2 separate regions of the Sus scrofa genome follow, and region 2 is linked to region 1. A link is a contact called in public Hi-C data. All regions are on one chromosome and are shown on one strand. Each heading gives the region's core, a stretch centred on a gene start, on an enhancer-like site or on the middle of the called end of the contact. The rest is flanking DNA. Distances are from core to core; before and after follow the strand shown.

The links. Hi-C and Micro-C count contacts between places; a contact is called where the count stands out from the background.
Region 2: a contact with region 1 is called in a Hi-C map of liver, with 4 times the contacts expected there. The contact joins the promoter of COMT here to the promoter of C14H22orf39 in region 1. A contact is called at or near these places in 1 of 5 promoter capture datasets (liver), 1 of 47 Hi-C or Micro-C datasets (liver) and 1 of 2 datasets of contacts at active chromatin or transcription factors (alveolar macrophages).

Annotation. Positions count from the first base shown.
Region 1 is chr14:51,109,094-51,113,902 of Sscrofa11.1, forward strand. C14H22orf39 (UPF0545 protein C22orf39 homolog) reads right to left here and starts at 3,292. Exons shown (of 3, transcript XM_001929616.6): 1 at 3,194-3,292; 2 at 2,901-3,068; 3 at 1-418. The coding sequence starts at 3,217. The coding sequence ends at 293. It overlaps UFD1 (ubiquitin fusion degradation protein 1 homolog), which reads right to left. Exons shown (of 12, transcript XM_001929622.7): 12 at 4,765-4,809.
Region 2 is chr14:51,396,872-51,401,576 of Sscrofa11.1, forward strand. COMT (catechol-O-methyltransferase) reads left to right here and starts at 1,468. Exons shown (of 4, transcript NM_001195330.2): 1 at 1,468-1,755; 2 at 2,478-2,671; 3 at 2,938-3,069. The coding sequence starts at 1,470.

The DNA of each region.
Region 1 (4,809 bases), core at 2,042-4,541:
AATACCAGCCTACCCGCAACTGCAAAGGAGCTGAGGGAGTGGCCATTACCAAACCATGGTCAGGCCAGCAGCCTGAGAAGTCCAGACCTCAGGAGAACCACCACCTGTGCTGCTGTTCCCAGGCTTGGCCACATTGCCCAAAGGGAGATGTGGTGGTGCTTGTCTTCCTGGGGGCAGAAGCCGGGCCCCCTGAACACAAATGAGGATGGGTGAGGCTAGAGACAGGGCTCTGGTGTCTGGAGGGACCCACCAGACTGCTGAGGCCGGTCCCGCGGAGAAAGTTGTGAGGGTGTCACCCATCCTTGTCCTGAGGCAGAGGGAGGTGCCAGTCTGTGGGGGGACTCCGCCTGGGGGTCCACACTACGGGGTGCTTTTGCGCAGCCCGGACTCTCGCCCGCTCACTTTCACAGAGGGACCGCTGCAAAGGAGAGTGGTCACAGTCACTCTCAGCCTCACGTGCTCCCTGTACATGTCCACTCTCCGCACCAGCCACACACGTGACAATGCCCAGGAAACCTTGGTGAGCACCTGGCACATACACATCCAAGATGCTCATTCTTCTCCTGAGCTACCGCAAAAACCTGCTGTGCAGATAACCATTTTCAAGGATTTTTTTTTTTTTTTTTTTTTTGCTTTTTGGGGCTGCTCCTGTGGCATATGGAAGTTCCCCAGGCTTAGGGTTGAATTGGAGCTATAGCTGCTAGCCTGCGCCCCAGCCACAGCAATGTCAGATCTGAGCCACACCTGCAACCTACACCACTGCTCACGGCAAGGCAAGGGATTGAACCTGCAACACCATGGTTCCTTCTTGGGTTCGTTAACCACTGAGCCACGAAGGAAACTCTTCGAGGACATTATTTATTTATTTATTTGTCTTTTTGCCTTTCTAGGGCTGCTCCCGCGGCATATAGAGGTTCCCAGGCTAGGGGGTCTAATCGGAGCTGTAGCCACTGGCCTACGCCAGAGCCACAGCAATGCCAGATCCGAGCCGCAACCACAACTACACCATAGCTCATGGCAACACTGGATCCTTAACCCACTGAGCAAGGGCAGGGATTGAACCCGCAACCTCATGGTTCCTAGTCGGATTTGTTTCCACTGTGCCACAACGGGAACTTCTCAAGGAAATTTTAAAACTTTCCTCCTGGGCCTCAGGGTGCAATGCCTTCCCTTGACCTTACCAGACTCACCTGCTAGGACCAGCTGTGGGCTAAGCAGGAGAAGACAGCCTGAAAGAGTGGCTAGAGGAAGGGTGATGCTAGGGACACACGCCTGGAGTCCCACAGGCAACAGGTTCCACTCCCACCAATAACAGCCAGGACAGGGCCTACTGGGTGCAGGCGCTGTGCTGGCTGCTTTAAGTGTAGTTTCACCTCCACCTGTTTTCGTTCAAGTCCTACTGTCTCATATGGGATGTTTTTGATCTCATTTAAAAAACAATCAGAGGGGAGTTCCCGTTGTAGAGAGGCGGAAACAAATCCAACTAGTATCCATGAGGATTGGGGTTCTACCCTGGCCTTGCACAGTGGGTCAGGGATGTGGCGTTGCCATGAGCTGTGCTGTGGGTCACAGACGTGGCTTGGATCCCAAGTTGCATGGCATAGGCCAGGAGTTGTAGCTGCAATTTGACCCCTAGTCTGGGAACTTCCATATGCTGCCAGTGCTGCCCTAAAAAAATAAAAATAAAAAACACAGAGTCAATGTGGAAGACTCCTAGATCTCCATCTCTGCAGTGAATCAACAGCTTCCCCAATACCATCTGAGGCCTAAATTTTAGAGCTATTACGTTTCCCAAGGAAGGAATAATCTGGCTAGTGAACATCTCGCTTTTCTCATTAAGTGACATACTGTGGGTATCTCTGCACATGGGGATGGATTACTACCTGTTCTTAAGAGCTGTGTGATACTCCATGATGGAGAAGACATCATCTGGTCAAATGTCTATTACTGGGCTTTAGGACACTTTCAGTCTTTGCACTATTACAAACAGTGACACTATGCACATTTTGAACCTGTAATTTGTTACCCAATTACTTCCTTAGGATAAACTTTCAGAGTTAAAATTGTGGGGTTAAAAGGTATGTGTTTGACATTTAGATAATCAGAACTCCTGACATTCCATCAGCACTGCCCAAGTGCCTGACTCTGCAAACCCCTGTGGACATTCCACTGGGCAGAAACCACTTACTGTCATTTCAATCCTATACCAGACCATTTGGTTTCCTTTTAGAATGAATTTCTTTGTGCTCCTTGCCTGCTTTTCTACTCTAAAATCATTTCCATTTTTCTTAGTGATACATGACAGCTACCTTTAAAATATTATACAGCATTCTTCCCATAGAAACTACAACTATCTTTCCCACTTTCCACTTATCAAGACTTGGCATCATTTTCTTTTACACACACTAGTCCTGCTGGCTCCCTCCCCCGAAAACCCCCAACTCCCCATGAGCACTGCCCACTCACAGCTTCACTCCATCCCCTACCCCCACCCTCCGGCTCCAAGGCACCCCTGTATCCTAGACTGGGATGTAGGAGCCAGGACAGGGGCTGTGACCTTCCAAAGTGTTCAGTGTCTGCTGAATGAATGGACAAGAACTCTCTCCTGACTGGTCTCCCACGCCTCCACCATTATATTCTCTCACCCTGGCAGCCACACTGATCTTTTAAAGATGTAAATCAAAGCAGGCGTCCCAGCATGCGTGGAGGCTAGGATCTAGCCCCTCTTTTAAAGTCTGCCAGGTCTATCCTCACCGCAGCCCCTGCGGCCCGGCCCCTGTTCCCTGCAGCGTCAGGCCTTCTTGTGCCCCCGGCTGGGTGACGCCGCTGGGCTTGGTCCTCGTCTTCCAGAGTTCGGCAGAACCACTCTCTGCAGGCGAGGCAGATCACCTGGGCCTCACCTGGGCCTCGGCGCTGCGGCGCTCCTCCCACTCGCGGCAGCTGGCCAGGTCGCGTCCCCACTGCCCGCAGGCCGGCCTCTCCCCGTGGACGTAGTAATGGTGCAGGAAGTGCCCGGCGCTGCGGCACAGCTCCCACTCCGCTCGGTAGGCCTCACACGGGCGTGGTGGCTGCGGGGACCCGAGAGTGAGCGGGGACGCAGTGCCCGCCCCGCGCGGCCCGAACCCGGTCACCGTCCGCCGGTCCGCCCCTCCCGAACCCAGTCACCGCCCGACGCGGCACCTCCACCGATCACCTGCCAGCCTCCGCCTTCCGCCATGTCCAGGAGCCTGCTGAGCCCGCCTCCTGAGCCCGCGGGCCGTGTGACTGACGGTGGAGGAACCAATGAGCCCCGAGATCTCACCGCTTGCCGGGTGAACAGGACGTCCGGGTTAGCAGCCAATAACAGCCGAGGGCGGGCGGGGAGTGGGACCTAGAGGCCGGGGCGGGGCCTGCAGGGCCGGTGTAAGCGGAGCGCGCCGCCCGGGTCGCAGAGCTGCGTTGAGGTGGTGACAGCGGCCGTCAGCTCTGGCCCGCAAGCGCTGGGCTACAGAGGCCGTTTCTGACGGAACCACGCGGTTCAGACGGGTTCTTAACAGAAACTTTATTTTCATAAAAGACCTGTACATTTCGTAAGCACAAACCGGCATCAGCGCCTCGTGGCCAGGTCTCTGGCTGCAGCAATCTCGCCAGTGTCCAGGATGTGCCGGGCTATGAGGCCACGGAGGGGAAAGCAAGCCCTGCGGGTGGGTGTCCGGATGTCGTGTTAGGGGCGATGCTCACTGAGTCTGGGGAGACAGGACCTTTGTTCACAGATGCCCAGGAGACAATGACAGCGAAGGGGAGTAGTCTGGTGGGCCTGCGACACCGCTGCAGATGGTGGTTCTCCATCTCCTGCCAACCTTGTACAGGCCCTGGGGCCCCTTGCAAGGTGGATGCCTGGCTCCCTGGGGAGTGACACTGGGTCAGGTGGGAAAGCTGGCTCACAGAGCAAGCTCGGAGAAGACATCGTTTATGGCCAGCTGCAGGCCGGGGTACGGCAGTGACGACCATGCCCACAGACAACACCCCACTGTGTCACCAGAAGACCTACCAATGGGGTCCACCTGTGGCCCAAGCAGGGAGTGTGCCTCCAGGAAAGGACCAGGAGGGCTTTCCTTGTCTACACAGTGGATGTTGCTCAGAGAAGACAAAAACCCAGGACAATCATGCTCCATTAACAATCATTATGCATAAAATGACCTGTTAGCAGATGTGATCCAGCAAACTGTGGCTGTCTACCCGCTAAGGAGGGCTTTGACTTCTGCCAGTGACCCCAGGACCCCTTAAGTGGACAGTCAGGTAGGTCACATTCATTGCCAGTGGTATGGACCAGAGGGCCCAGCCCTGGTCACCATGATGACCTTTGCTCATTCTTAGGACATGTGGGTAAACCCTGGTCCATCGTCCTGCAGGGGAGCTCCATTCAGACAAGTAGGAACAAGGGAATACCCTGCTGGGCCTGACCATCCCCACCCAGGGGTCAGAGAACCTCATTTCTCCCTATATTCTTAGGGAGCCCCCAGAAGAGTTCTTTTCTAAGCACAGGATTGGATCGGCACCTGCAAGCAGGCCTCCCTCCAGCTGGGTCAGTGGCCCAACTGTCAACTCATGTTGGTACCTCATCAAACATTTAGAGGCAATTCAGATTTTAATCATTGCCTGTTTTTATTTGAAATTCTTGATTCAGAATTAGTTTTAAGGAACAAAAGATTAAAATAATTGGATTAACATGTCAAAAGAGCTCATATTATAGAAAGTGAGACTAAATTAATACTAGTAAATAAAGACAGGCCAACAGAAACTTTAATGATTTAATACATTAAAACTGGG
Region 2 (4,705 bases), core at 218-2,717, 290 kb after region 1:
TCTACACCACAGCTCACAACAACGCTGGATCCTTAACCCACTGAGTGAGGCCAGGGATCGAATCTGCAACTCATGGTTCCTAGTCAGATTTGTTTCCACTGCGCCATGACAGGAACTTTCCTCAACTTCTTTCAGGCTCTCATGATGCTAAAGTGTCACTGGTGGTGGCCTCATACAGACCCAACCAGACCTCTGTGGCTGTCCCTCCCAGGAGGCCCCTGCCGTGAGGCGGGAGTCAGGAGATAATAGCATTCTGCTCAGAGCTTTGCCCCTCCCCTCTCTTCTGTCAAGAAGCAGGTTTGGAAAGTGTGCTTGGCAAGCCCCTTAAAACCCCCCTAAGGAGTTCTCGTTGTGGCTCAGTGGTTAACGAACCTGACTAGTATCCATGAGGACGAAGGTCAATCCCTGGCCTCACTCAGTGGGTTAAGGATCTGGCATTGCCATGAGCTGTGGTGTAGGTCATAGATGCGGCTTTGATCCCGCATTGCTGTGGCTTTAGTGTAGCCAGTTGACCCCTAGCCTGGGAACTTCCGTATGCCAGGAGTATGGCCCTAAAAAGACACACACAAAAAAGATCCATCCTTTGCTGCTGAGCTCAGAGGAAGAGTGTGGGGGTGGAGCCATCTGGCCAGAGTGGGGCAGGGGGAGAGCTGGCGGGACCACTCTGACCCACTCACCCCTGCTTACTCTGTCCCATTTAAACAGGCCACTGTCCACGCCTCCCTGTTCATTCTCTGCTCTGCCTGCCAAGCTCCTCCTCATGGTCTAGGGTGTTGGGGTCTACAGTCCTGTGCTGTGCCGGAGGGTCTCCCCTCTAAGACCCTTGGCCTGCCTGCTGTTGAGATGGGAGCTTCTCAGAGAGCAGGGTCCTGTGTGGCCGCTGGCTTTCCAAGGTCCTTCCCTTTGTGTGACCCCATGAGTGACTATTGGCCTTTCCCTGTGTATGACCTGAGTGACCACGGGTCCCAGAGGAAGCGTCACGCCTTTCTTGGTATTTAATCCTTTTTTGTCTTAACCCTCTGCTCCAGTACCAGCTCATCTGACTGGGGCCCCAGACAATTGCCCAGAGGGGCCCTTGCCAGAGAGTGCAGGAGAGGGCCCCCTGAAAGTGATGTCCTTAGGCTGCCAGGGAAGGTAAGAGGCAGCTGGGGGTGGGGGCAGCTGTGACTGGCAGCCCCCAGCAGGACAGCTAGATGAAAGATGAACCTGCTCTCACTTGGGGCATGGCTGCAGCAGGAAGTGGTTTGCAGGTGGGGCTCTGCTCACTGGGAGCTGGCAACCTGGCATCTGGCTGGCCTCTGAACCTTTGGCCCCATCAGCACAAAGGGGCAGAGCAGCACTCCCAAAGTGGGATGGTGGATCAGCCAGGAGAGCCAGTCGCTAAAGCCAAGGGGCGTGGTGCTCCCAGGGGGCCGTGAGGCTGCCTGGCCCTAGCCTTCTGCCCTCCCCTTCGCCCCACCCCTTCGCAGATGCTAGAGGCCCTGCCCCTGCTGCTGGCAGTCTGCTCCTTGGTCCTGGTGCTGCTGACACTGTTGTGGCTGCTGCCACACCCGAAGTGCTCTCTCATCTTCATTGCCTGGGAAGAGTTTATCCTGCTTCCCGTCAGGAACCTCCTCATGGGCAGCAGCAAGGAACAGCGCATTCTGCAATATGTGCTGCAGCACGCAGTGGCGGGGGACCCAGAGAGCGTGCTGGACACCATCGACACCTACTCCTCTCAGAAGGAGTGGGCCATGCACGTGGGCAGAAAGAAAGGTAGGCAGTGTGGCAGCCAGCACGGGAGAGGCCATGGTTGCCATGATCCCCGGTGTGGGCTGAGGCCCAGTCTCCCACACCCCGGTGAGGTTCAGGCCCTGACACGCGTGACCCTGTCCCCATGCAGAGGGAGGGATGTTTGATGATAAGCCCCTGGAGGTGCTGTTCCAGGTGGCCTTGCTCACAGGGGCCAGAGGCCACAGCAGTCTCCTTGGGAGCCCTGCACTCTCACGCCATCTGGCAGAGCCAGTGCTGGCACAGGGCGGGCAGTGCCTCCTGGGTGTTCTGGCTGGGCATGAAGGCATATAGCAACCCTTGGACCCTGCCTGGTGCAGATTCCAGGCCCTCCCCCAGGCCACCTCCTGACCTTTGGCCTCTAGCCTGGGTCACATGCCCCCTGTACCCAGAAGTTGGACCCTGATGACAGATGTAATAGCCACGGTCTGGCCCCCTTGGACCTTCTGACAGTGTCTGGCTCAAGGAAGCTGGGAGGCTCTGAGTGCCACCTGAGGACACAGTGGGGTGTGGTTTCCACAGAGGGCAGCTCTGATTCAGGATGAGCATGAGTCACCCAAAATGGTGGGAAAGAGGGAACAGCATGTGTGGAAAGCACAAAGGCCTGACGGGCTGGAGTTGAGAGGGGCTGCCTCTCAGTGGAGAGGGAGCTGAGCCAGGAGTGGGAGTGGACCAGCCCCTTTGCCTGCTCATCTCCACCCCCGCAGGCCAGATCGTGGACACTGTGGTGCAGGAGCAGCGTCCTTCTGTGCTGCTGGAGCTGGGGGCTTACTGTGGCTACTCGGCTGTGCGCATGGCCCGCCTGCTGCTGCCCAGCGCCCGGCTGCTGACCATCGAGCTTAACCCTGACAATGCTGCCATCGCCCAGCAGGTGGTGGACTTCGCAGGCCTGCAGGACAGGGTACGCTGCTGTCCCAGGGATGACAGATGTGGACACTGAGACTCTGGGGGACCAGGAGAGCAGGGAGGGCTGGGTCATAGCGAGGCCACATTTACCCAGCTGGCTGGCATCCAGTTTTACAGAGCAGGAGACCTGAGACTGCCCAGAGGAACGGGCAGAGCCAGGACCTGTCTCCCAGAACCCCAAAGTAAATTGCCAGTGGGCATGCATGGGGTTTGGGTGGGCTGTTTGCCCTGGGGGCCGGACACTGACAAGGGCTCTTCCAGGTGACCGTTGTCGTCGGGGCATCCCAGGACATCATCCCTCAGCTGAAGAAGAAATATGATGTGGATACGCTGGACATGGTCTTTCTTGACCACTGGAAGGACCGGTACCTGCCAGACACGCTCCTGCTAGAGGTGAGCCTTACACATGGCTGCTAGGTCAATGGGCCTCAGCCCCTGAAGAGCCAGGTTCCCCAGCTGAGCCCTGCCATGGGGGCCCAGTGGCTTGGGCTGGCCCGCCTGAGGTCAGGACATGATGGGGAGCAGGGGGCTCAGGGGCCCAGGCAGCATGGATTCTGAAGGAGAGGGGTTCTGGGCAGAGGGAGTGGCCAGGGTCCCACCAGGTGGCAAGGTGGCAGGGAGGGTGAATCTAGGGACCAAAACACCTGGGCTGAGAGGGCCCAGGGCTGGGGAGGCAGGAGGAGGACAGCCTAGTGGCCGTGCGGCTCCCCTACCCATCCTGATCCTTGTCGTGCGGCCCCTGTGCCCCTATCCCCCATCCCCCATCTCCAGTCTGTCCATCCCTCAGAGCCAGCTGCTCGGCCAGCACCAAATGGTGACCAGTGGGACTGCGTTGTCCCCAGGTAGGTGGGGCTTGGAGCCCTCACTGAGCTCAACACTGATGGCCACCACCTCATCCCTCCTGGGCTGTCAAAGGGACACTTAGTGGTTTGGGACACTCTGGCCCATCATGGCCTCCCTGCCCAACCAGCATGGGGTGGCTACCTCAGCTCCCCCACAGGCTGGGCAATGCCTGGTGCTGAGGGATGCTGAGCATGGGGGGCACAGCCCCTGGAGCCAGAGCTGGAGGCCAGGCAGGTCCTGCCCCAAGAGGTTCTGGTGTGGGTGTGGAGGGCTAGGCACCTGCACGTGGCGAGAAGGGGCCAGCACTAGACTGGTGGGTGTGAAAGGGCACAAGTATTCTGGGGTCAGGCAGAGGGGTGGTGGTGGCCAGGGCCGTGTGAGGTTTGACGCACAGGCAGGAGTACAGCAGGGGAGGGCAGGTTAGACCTGTCTTCCAGGAAGACCCTGTTGTCTGTGCGGAGTGGAGGGGGTGGTGGTGGGAAGGTGTTGCGAGGGTACCCAAGGCCAGGGCTGGGGCGGCTGTAGGGAGCACACCTGGGCAGGGACCAGGCAGCCACCCATCTGGACTTACGTCGCCAAGCGGGGGGGCGGTTTGAGCAGCTTTGGTGTGTGTGGTAATTATGGGGTCTGCATTGATAGAAAAGCAGCAAATATTGCCCTTTGTAACTAAGAAACTAATAGTTTTCTCACTGTGCTTGTTCAAAGGTGGTAATTATCTCAGAAGAAGAGAAATCATAAATTGGGGACATGCCCTGTGCAGCCCGATAGCATCCCTCTCTGTCAGGGTGAGGGGCTGGCGGGGCAGGTGGGCAGTTCAGACCACAGGCTGCTTGGAGGTGGGCTCGGTGTCACTGAGGCCTCTCCACTGGTTGTTTGGGTGTCCTCACAGCAGGGCGGCTCCCCCAGAGGGGGAGGACTAGGAGGCAGGAGGGCTAGGCACAGTGCCTGTGTGACTGACCCCTTCCGGACCCTTCCGCAGCAGGCCACACTCCTGTGGGTGGAAGGAGGGCAGGGTCAGGGGACACTGGATCCAGTTCTAGCCCTCAGGGGGCAGCCTGGCTTTTGTTCCCTCCTAATGTCCTTCGGCATACACAAGCAGCTCATGCATTTGCTGCCAGATCTGAGGTGCTCTCCTGGGGCGGGGTGCTGGGGTTGGGGGGGGCGTCTCCTCCAGGGCTGCCCTCTG